Linked DNA regions of Sus scrofa: all the other regions are linked to region 3. A link is a contact called in public HiChIP or PLAC-seq data. All regions are on one chromosome and are shown on one strand. Each heading gives the region's core, a stretch centred on a gene start, on an enhancer-like site or on the middle of the called end of the contact. The rest is flanking DNA. Distances are from core to core; before and after follow the strand shown.

Region 1 (3,367 bases), core at 726-3,225, 700 kb before region 3:
CCCGTTTAACCTGAGTCTGAAGGGCAGCAGGATTATCATAGCAAAAATAGCTGCCTAGAAAAAGGAAAAGCAAATATTTTTAAGTAACAATACTTCCCATATAAAAGTGTCAAGTTGCAATTGCTACTCAAATTGTGATTTTAAACGTTTATACTAGGGGCTCGACACTGGAAACATTTCTGGACCACGTCCTTGTCCACCAATAATTTCTAAGTTGCAGGCAAATATGCAAAGAAAACACACCAAGTTATTTACAAAATATTAGTGTGACTACATAGCAAGTACTGGGAACCTGCATTAAGAAGTTAATCTACAACTATTTGTTCTTCTACTTTACTTTTATCATGCTTCATGTCTACTGTTTTATTCACATCCTTGTAAAAGCCGTATTTTCCTTAAAGCTACCAACGCACACACTAAAAATTTTAAAAACATCCTCAGAAGTTTCCTAGTATGTTACCTAAAGCTACTATTTATCTTGAGAGCAGGGGAAAGAAGTTTACTCTGACTAAACCTGTTTTTGAAACAAGAATTTTAAATCTACAAACAAAATGCTTTAGACAAATAATTTAGCAAATACAGTGCCAGTAATGAAGAAAAACAAAAGCATTCCAAAAGATTAAATTAAAACATAATGTCTTTGAGAGGATAAGAAAGAGAGAGGTGGAGAGATTTGGACATTCGTGCACTCAGAATTATTTTTACAGAAATAAAATTGACTTTTTTTTTTTTTTTTTTTGCTTTTTAGGATCACACCTGCAGCGTATGGTGATTCCCAGGATAGGGGTTGAATCAGAGCTGCAGCTCTTTCTTTCCACAAAGAAAGAGGGGGAACAAAAAGAGATGCAAAGGAACTAAGGCTCAAAGCAACCTCCATGCCAACATACATATCCTCAGCAGTAGCATAAAGTTACCCAATATAATGTTTCTGAACTTGTTGATGATACCCATTCCCGCAAGCCCCTTGAGAAACACATTATTACCTTCCTATCAAACTTATATTGACATTAGAATGTTGCTGAAAAAAATTAGTAGCTGGAACACAGGCAGATAATTTTTAAAATTAGCTCAAGAAATTTCCTTCAGAGTCACCAGATTTCGTAAATGAAACCAAACACCGTCAAGCCTACCACAAGTCCAATCCAGTATGATTGCTTCACATTGGCATAGCGGAAGAGAACGAGAACACATCCACTCATTGAAGCTATCAACAAGACACACTCATACGTTTTCCCAAAGAGGATGAGAAACACGTAAGACTGCCAACGAGTTGGTCAATCAAAAATTTTAAATTGGGCAGAGGGGCGTTGGGGAAGGGCAACGGGGAAAGGGACAGTTAAATCTTTCTGAATTCCTTCTGAATGGAACTGTCATTAGAGCAACCTTGATGATCCCGGGATTCCTTCATATCTAGGGTCCCAGGCGGCAAGTTGCTAGCCTTCGAGACTTCTTGGAGAGGAAAGGAGTGGCACAAAACTCGCGCAGCTCAGTGCCCTTACTCCTATCTTCGAAATGCCGAATAGCTAGCAACGTCTACAAGGCTTTGATGGGGTGGAGAAGGGAAAAGAAGGAAAGCCCAGAAACAGAAACTAGAAGCTGCGCTGAGGCCTCGTGGCAGCCAAGAACGACTCTCCGAAAGAAAGTCGGTAATTTCCTGATTAGCAGCAACACCCCACCAGGCCGGCCGGCTCACCGAAGCCAAGGAAGCACATCAGCAACAGCACCAAAAGCCGGTGCGCCAGGTGACTGGGGTCGCAGAGGGCGGACAGCGCCCTGGGAGCGTCGGGAGTGTTGGAGGCACCTCTGCCGGCCTTGACGGGGCTGCTTGGCAGCAGCGCCCTCGCTTCTTCATCTTCCTCCTCCATCCGGCCGGCGGGAGATCAGGAGAAGACAGTGACAGCAACTCCGGGAAGAAGCTGCTGCTGGAGCCCAGCAAAAACCGTGCTCACGTGACCACGGTTGCTCACGTGATGCCGGGGCAGGTCACGCAAGGCCGCGCTCACGTGAGCAGGCAAGATCACGTGGTGGGCAGGCCTAGCGAGGAGAGAGGGGAGGAGCTACGTTTAATTTCTCCCGGTACTGTCTTAGGCGCCAGCCGCAGCTTTCCGCTGCCCAAAATGGAACTGTGCTCGTTTCCTGCCTGCTCCTGCTGTCCATCCCCTGCCGCTGCGCGGGTAGAGAGTGCCGGCCTCCGCTCAGCCTGACGCGAAGAAGCGCACCGCCCTTCTCCTCGCAGCGTTGCTTTCCGCAGCCTTTTTGGCTGCTCTTAATTCCACACAGTTCATTGAGAGTCTTATGTTGTGTCCACTCACATGCCAGGTACTGGGAATACAAACTGGAATGTGACAAGCTCTCAGACCTCAGAAAGTTCGTGGTTTACTTGGGGAGGTCGACAGAAACTGATCCTTTAAAGAATAGTATGGTGAATAGACGAGTCTAAGTGAGAACAGCGGTTGAAATAAGTAGTGAATTTCGTAGGAATGCCTGGGAAAGGCGTTTGGGAAGAGAGTAAGTACAGTTTAACAAACTTTGGGGGAAAGTGGTGGCGTGCTGAAGGTCCTTTAAATTCATACCTAAGCTAGAATTAGTACGAATGGGTCAGTCATGACGCCTATATGAGGGAGTTGGTTATGAGGGTGGGGATTAGGAGGGATAATAATGATGCAAGCCTGAAACAGAACCGTGTGTGTGTGTGTGAGGGGAGGTGGGGGAGAGGAGAGAGACCATTGATCTGCGAATGAAAGAAGAACTCAGTAGGAAAAACTAAACCTGTTCCGTAAGGAGACATGCAAGGATTTTGTGTAGAGGATCAAGAATGCAAGACCTGTGTTTTTATTTAGGGCTGCACCTATAACATATGGAAGTTCCCGGGCCAGGATTGAATCCGAGCCACAGCTGTAGTAGAGTGGAATCCTTAACCCACTGCACCAAGCGAAGGATCAAACCAGCGCCTCCACAGTGACTCAAGCGGCTGCAGTCGAATTTTTAACCCATTGTACCACAGTTTGGGAACTCCAAAACCTATGTTTTTACAAATTACATCTGGCTATCATTCAGCCATTAAAAAGAATGAAATACAGCATTTTTAGCGACATGGATGGACCTAGAAACTATCATGCTAAGTGAAGTCAGCCATACAATGAGATACCAACATCAAATGCTTTCACTGACATGTGGAATCTGAAAAAAGGACAGACTGAATTTCTTTGCAGAACAGATGCTGACTCACAGACATTGAAAGACTTATGGTCTCCGGAGGAGACAGTTTGAGGGGTGGGGAGATGTGCTTGGGCTGTGGGGTGGAAATCCTGTGAAATCAGATTGTTATGATCATTATACAACTACAGATGTGATAAATTCATCTGAG
Region 2 (3,447 bases), core at 315-2,814, 890 kb after region 3:
TTTAACCCACTCACTATGCCAGACCAGGGATCAAACCCTCATGCTGGTGCTGCAGAGATGCCATCAATCCCATTGAGCCACAGTGGGAATACCTGTCATGAATTTTTTTTTTAAACAAGTTAAAATTAATTTTTTTTCTCTTTAGGGCCACACCTGTGGCATATGGAAGTTCTGGGGCTAGGGGTTGAATTGGACAGCTGCTGGTCTATACCACAGCCACAGCCACACTGGATCCATGGTCTATACCTACACCACAGCTTGCAGTAGTGCCAGATCCTTAATACACTGAGCAGGGCCAGGGACCAAACCTGCATCCTCTGGATACTATCTTGGGTTCTTAATGAGCCAATGGGAATGCCCAAGAAGTCAAAATTTAAAACACCGTCATAGTTTGATGCGTTAATGCTAAGCGTATAAAATGTTGGCCCATCTCCTCTACCACTTTTGTTGAGGCTGAAAAGAAGAACAGTGAATATAATCATATCTATTGGATATAATCTGGGGTACAGACAGAAAGTTGTAGAATAGTCTCAGTGGTTCTGTGCTTCTGGAAATGATTGCCAAACACAGGAGGTGGGAAACAGTGGTCTATAGGGAAAAGATATCAAGAGTAGAGCAAGTACTCCTCCTTCTCCCAGAACTTCTCACTTCAATTCTTGTTAACTTTCTTCAATTAATCAAGGACCTAGAGATTAAAAAAATATATTATAAAATATATCAAGACATCACCAAGACAGTTTTTTGGTGAGGCATGGTGGGAGACTCTAAATATTAGAAAAATGTTCCATTAAGAAATAGTCTTGGGAGTTCCTGTTGTGGCGCAGCGGAAACAAATCCAACTAGGACCCATGAGATTGCAGGTTCAAACCCTGGCCTTGCTTAGTGGGTTAAGGATCCAGCATTGCTGTCATCTATGGTGTAGGTCACAGACATGGCTCGTATCTGATCTTGCTGTGGCTGTGGCTGTGGCCAGCAGTTGTAGCTCTGATTCAACCCCTAGCCTGGGAACCTCCATATACCACAGGTTCTGCCCTAAAAAAAGAAAAAAGAAAAGAAAAGAAAGAGTCTTGGAGTTGCCTGGTGGCTCAGCGGGTTAAGGATCCAACATTGTCACTGTTGCGGCTCAGGTCACTACTGTGGCCTGGGCTTGATCCCTGGCCCGGGAACTTCTGCATACTGTGGGTGCAGCCAAAAAAAAAGTCTTAAAAATGAATTGTATTGAAGTTCCCACTGTGGCTCAGCAGGTTAAGGATCTGACATTGCAGCTGTGTCATAGGTGGCAGCTGTGGTTCAGATTCAATCCCCAGCCCAGAAACTTCCATATGCCATGGTGCAGCCAAAAATAAATAAGAAGAGCTTTCAAAGTCTGTTACAGCATTTTATTTTATTTTAGTCTTTTTGGGGCCACATATGGAGGTTCCCAGGCTAGGGGTTGAATTGGGAGCTGTAGCCACCAGCCTACACCACAGCCACAGCAACCCCAGATCCAAGCTGCATGTGCGAACTACACCACAGCTCACGACAATGCCAGATCCTTAACCCACTGAGCGAGGGCAGGGATCAAACCTGCAACCTCATGGTTCCTAGTCAGATTTGTTTCCACTATGCCACTATGGGAACTCCTGTTATAATCCCTCCTGAATATTGGAGAGGGAAACTTCCCTGGAAGCAGCTTAGTCAGACAGGTGAAGGTAACGTGCAACGAGGTCAAGTATTTCAGCTAGCACCAGAATTACACTCTCTTGGAGCTCTGTTTCTCAATCCTGGCTGAACATTCCAATAACCACTGGCTGGGTCAACCCCAGATCCATTACATCAACCCCTACAATTCAGGCTCAAGCATAATCAGTATGTTTTAAAAACTTCTCTGGGGGTTCCCATCATGGCTCAAAAGAAGGGAATCCGACTAGTATCCATGAGGATGCGGGTTTGATCCCTGGCTTCAATTAGTGGGTCAGGGATCTGGTGTTGCTGTGAGCTGTGGGATAGGCTGCACATGCGGCTCAGACCTGGCATTGCTGTGGCTATGGTGTAGATCCAATTCCGTCTCTAGCCTGGGAACTTACATATACCTCGGGTGCAGCCCTAAACTCCTCTGAAGATACTTATGTGCAGCTAGGGTTCAGAAATACTGATGTAAATCTTTACAAAGTAAGGTGGATTGAATTCTTTTTTTAAAATGAGTTTTTGAATATGTTTTGCTTTAGAGACATCACTAACAAATATTGCAGTGTACTCAAATTCCTTTTGCTCTATGGATCCAAGTTTTAATTCATTTCTCATAATTAAACCTTAAAATTGAACTATGTGATAGAAAGATGATGGGGCTTCTCATTCCTGGACAATGTCTCCAAGGTCTAGACACAGAAGGAGTAAACAAAGATCTACTCTCTTTTAACTGAATTTACCTTGTGTTAATTTTTTCTGTACAGCAAAATGATTCAGTTTACAGAATCTTTTTTTTTTTTTTAAACAAGATCTACTCTTTTTTCCTCCCACTCTAGCCTGTGGTAGTTTGGATCAGTATCATTGTTTTTATTTCAAATTTGAGGAAATTTGGAGAATTGCTAATATCAGAGAGGGAAAAATACATATAAAGAGATTGATTTCTCCCATACTACCTAATTGCAGTAACCTCCATGAATACATAGACTGCCGGGCATAATCAAATTACCTCTGTAAAGTCTCGACCTAAAACTATTTTTGGAAATTAGGGATTTTCCAGATTAGTGAAAGCTGTGGCTTGTCACTAGCTCAGGCCCGAGTTTCGCAAGCGAAGCTGCTAAAGCAGTCTCTCTCCCAGTCAATACGAATCCCTCGCCATACTTAGATACCTCTGGGAACCACATGCTCATCTGACAGCTTTTTTTTTTTTTTTTTTTTTGAACCGATGTAGTTCACAAGCCTGTTTCCCAAAAATACTGTAAAGCAGCCCTTTCCAGATTCCTTGTGGGTCACTTTAAATTACAAGTTCGTCCATACAGGACATCAGAGTAACCATTTCCACCAGCCAATGCCGGCGAAGGTCGTTCGTCCTGATGCTTCCCTTTCTACTCGCTGAACCCGAGTCATCCAAACGCGAAAAGTTAGATGAGGTAGAGACGGGAGCAAAGAGATCCACGTTCTAGACAAATTATCAAATTAGCGCCAGGGTTATTATAGTAGTAAACCTTGAGAACTCTAACTTGGCTATCTCGTAAAGCCCCCTTATTATTCTTGTGGTTAAAATACTACAAACAGGCGGTTTAGACCTGGTTTATCCAAATTGACAGTTCCCTCGACCACTCTGGGGTCTCAGCGGAGAAGTCACCCTAGACTCCCTCCCGGTGGGGGCCACTCTGGGCGGACAGAGGAGCCGCGGGAGGACACCTGGCCTGAAGGGACTAGTTGGCGCGCACTGGATGGGCGTGGTGACGTCAGGGCGGAGGCGCACGCTGCGTGAAGCGT
Region 3 (3,363 bases), core at 541-3,040:
CAAAGGTTCAATCTTTGGCCTCACCCAGTGGGTTAAGGATCAGGTGTTGCCATGAGCTGTGGTGCAGGTTGAAGATGAAACTCAGATCTGGTGTTGCTGTGGCTATGGTATATAGGCCAGTGGCTACAGCTCCAATTTGACCCCCAGCCTGGGAACTCCATGTGCCACAGATCCGAACCTAAAAGAGACAAAAAAAAAAAAAAAAGAAAGAAATTATCAGCCACAGGAATTTCCTCCTAATGGTTTGCAAATGAAAGCAGAAAATTTATCTATACATCTACTATAGCAATATTATTACAGAGGTTTTTCAAGTCATAACACAACTCTTTGCTGAGACTAGTTAAGATGGTAAGGCCAATTAATAGGTGTCAGCTGCCTATATCTTTTTTGGTTTCAAACACTTTAGCCCTCTTTTTGAAAAACATACAGGAATAAAGTGTTACCACTTAGCAGGAAATCTCTGCCTGCAAAGAAAGTGAATATTTATAGACGCGAAGGCTAAAGGGGCTCTCAAAGGATACCCAGTTTCCTCACAAGGCTGCACCTGTCACATCTGCTCCAATCCTTAAACCTGAGAACTGTATCTCTTCCTCACTTAAAGCTTGTACGGCTAAGTTCAAAAAAGACAACTTGAATACTTCTCTGTGACAACACATTTAATTTATTTAATCATCTAGTATTAGTTGAAACACAAATAGGTTACCGCTAATTCTGAAAACGAAAAAAAAAAAAAGAATCTAGCTTCCACTGTGCATTTAAAGATATATAAATCTGAGAAATTATTGTTAAGGCTGACCTAAAATCAAGAACAGGCAACGAGTATAACAGTGCATTATAACCTCTCGCCAACGTAAACAGTTTAAGGGTAGACATATGCTCTTGGTCTATGACCACAAGGCCACAAGTCCTTTAGTCAAGGAGTGTCCTGAAGTTAAAGAATGTTTAAGGTGAATACATTTATTTGTTAAGGAAAGAATGTCTATTTCACTCTGCAGTATCTCGCCTCTCAGCAAATGAGGGTGAGCCGGAAGGGCAGGGGGCTGCGGGCGGGGTGGGGGTTGTTGGAAGAAGAGGCCGATCTAAAGTGGAGAGCGGAGTCTGTGGGGCAGAGTGTATCAGAGTGTAGGGTTGCAGCCTCCCTCTAGCTCCACCCTACCTAGAGGTAGTGATGAAGCACCGGTCGCACGTTAGGAGAAGAACGCAGAAACCCAAAAGCTGCTGTCAAGGAGCAGGGACTAGGGATGCGGATTGAGGTAGGGGTAGGAAAGGTGTTAAGGAGGAGAGAGTGAGAAGAGCTAGCTTACTCTTCCTCACCACCTCTAGAGACAGGGCCTAGCCAGAGGCCTGCGACCGAGCAACACCCTATAGTCGCTACCACCCTAAGGCCCCAACTTGGACCTCTAGGGTCAGAACCCGCCAGGTGCTGAGCGCATGCGCACCGCGTCGCCAGGCCGCAACTTCCCAGCTCACCCCACCCCACTAGCCGCCGCCGCCGCCGCCTCCTCCCGGGCACAGACAGTATCGGGCCCGCACTGCCTCTCGCCGGAGCAGGGCCTCGGAACCTCTCAGCCGCGGGCGCCGCCTCCCAGGCCCCAGACTCGGGTATCACCTGGATCTCGGCCTTCGGGTTTACACCTCCTGTAGACTTGCAAGGGCCTCAGACCTGGAAACGTTTCTTCAAATCTGGGCGCCGCCGGCGTCCTCCGAACTTGCTTCAGTTTAAGCTCACCGCCTTCCTGGTTCCAGCGCCAGGCAGCGTCAACCGAGCTTTCGAGTGCATCGATGGAGGCTGCCAGGCGTTAGGAGTGCCGAAGGAGTAGATTGTCACGCCGCCAATTTTTTTGTCTGGTGTTGGTTCCGCGTGCTTAATTATTTGATTTTCTAGTAACCAAAAAGCAATAAAGATGGAGACTGAAGATCGTTATTGCCATAGTAATCGTCATTATCGTCACAGATTATCAGTAAACAATCTGCATCATAGGAAGACACCCACACTTAGCAAAATCGGTTATCTACTGGGAGAGGAGGAAACTGGCCCCAAAATAATAAATCATAGGAGTGTGTCTGTATAGCATCAGAGTCCTGTGTGATTAAATTGTAATGATTTATTTGCAAAAATGCATTAAAAGTTGGTGTTTCTTCTGCCCTGAAGGTGAAGACACGGGTTGGGTGCAAATTTGTTTCTCACATTAAAGTAACTAGTTGGTAGAGGAATGGGAGAAGACCGCCCAAGGCAGGGAGAGGAGGTTTCTTCTGAAAGAGAAATTAAATATAGAGGGGTTTTGTTGTTATTTTAACCAAAAGAAATTAGAGCAATTCAGCATTTTCTGCAATGTATACTTTCTTTGTCCTTTCATGAACATCATTTTTCTCTTTATTGTCAGTAAGCAATGATAAAGAGGTAAATTGTTGGCCTTGGTTTTGATGGACAGTGAGAACCAACTCGTTTCACAACAGCTATATACCCAAGTTTTCCACAGACATTTGAAATGGTGAAAAACACCTCAACAAATATCTTTCTCATAAATGACTGTACCTATCTACCCTTTTTGAGGGACCATTTTAAAACTTAACAACAACACTGCATGTTTATTTTAAATAGTTCAAGACCCGGGGGGAGGAAGACTTGAGGTCCTAAATTTTACTGGAACCTGTATATCTGTCTGCAGGGTGTCAACTGAACTTTATTCTCAATGGGTTGTTGTTATTGGGTTTGGGGTTTGGGGTTTGGGGTGTTTTTTTTGGGGGTTTTTTTTTTTGGTTTTTGAATTTTTTTCAACCAAAACTGCATTTTGAAGACTCCTGTCTTCCCAGAAAGTATATACTATTTAAAGAAATGACATAGTTAGAACTTGGTGAACACTTATTAGTGTATAATTTCAAAAACTGGGTTTGGTGGCATTTTTTTAAGTTGAAATTCCCTTAGGCCAATAGGAATCCGTGGTTAGATACTGCAGCTCTCTCATAGCTGCATCTCATATGAACACCACTGTTTGTAAAAATACTAAGAGCAACAAGCCAGAAAAATCTATGGGGAAATCTATTTGGTGTGACTTACACAATTGTATCCAAGCCTTCCTTGCTTACCTTTAAAGTGTTCATCTTTCCCCCAAGCTCAGAAGATGGAATTTGAGTTCAAACTTAAAAAGTCATGTACTTGAAAGGGCAAAAAAGTAGAAAAAGTAGCTGGTGAGTCTCCTGATCCCTTATCAGACTTTAATAGTGGCTGTTCTAGAGCTGTTTGCAAATACATATTTAACACCTCGGGTTAAAAGCTTTTTGAGCACCACATCCATTTTGCTGACTCCACTGTCATTCTGCTAAAAATAAATAAATAAATAAATAAAAACTTAAAAACGAATT

What was found. HiChIP or PLAC-seq counts read pairs in DNA pulled down with a chosen protein or histone mark.
Region 1: a contact with region 3 is called in an H3K27ac HiChIP or PLAC-seq map of alveolar macrophages. The contact joins the promoter of MFSD1 here to the promoter of RSRC1 in region 3. A contact is called at or near these places in 1 of 5 promoter capture datasets (liver), 4 of 47 Hi-C or Micro-C datasets (alveolar macrophages, embryonic fibroblasts, heart right ventricle and 1 more) and 1 of 2 datasets of contacts at active chromatin or transcription factors (alveolar macrophages).
Region 2: an H3K27ac HiChIP or PLAC-seq map of alveolar macrophages shows a contact between it and region 3. The contact joins the promoter of CCNL1 here to the promoter of RSRC1 in region 3. A contact is called at or near these places in 3 of 47 Hi-C or Micro-C datasets (embryonic fibroblasts, heart right ventricle and retroperitoneal adipose tissue) and 1 of 2 datasets of contacts at active chromatin or transcription factors (alveolar macrophages).

Annotation. Positions count from the first base shown.
Region 1 is chr13:98,590,953-98,594,319 of Sscrofa11.1, reverse strand. MFSD1 (major facilitator superfamily domain-containing protein 1) reads right to left here and starts at 1,975. Exons shown (of 16, transcript XM_003358650.5): 1 at 1,694-1,975; 2 at 2-54. The coding sequence starts at 1,865.
Region 2 is chr13:97,002,518-97,005,964 of Sscrofa11.1, reverse strand. It overlaps CCNL1 (cyclin-L1), which reads left to right and starts at 1,564. Exons shown (of 11, transcript XR_001300397.2): 1 at 1,564-3,447. VEPH1 (ventricular zone-expressed PH domain-containing protein homolog 1) reads left to right here. Exons shown (of 26, transcript XM_021069713.1): 15 at 3,273-3,447.
Region 3 is chr13:97,892,242-97,895,604 of Sscrofa11.1, reverse strand. It overlaps RSRC1 (serine/Arginine-related protein 53), which reads right to left and starts at 1,790. Exons shown (of 10, transcript XM_021069723.1): 1 at 1,610-1,790. It also overlaps a transcript of SHOX2 not described here.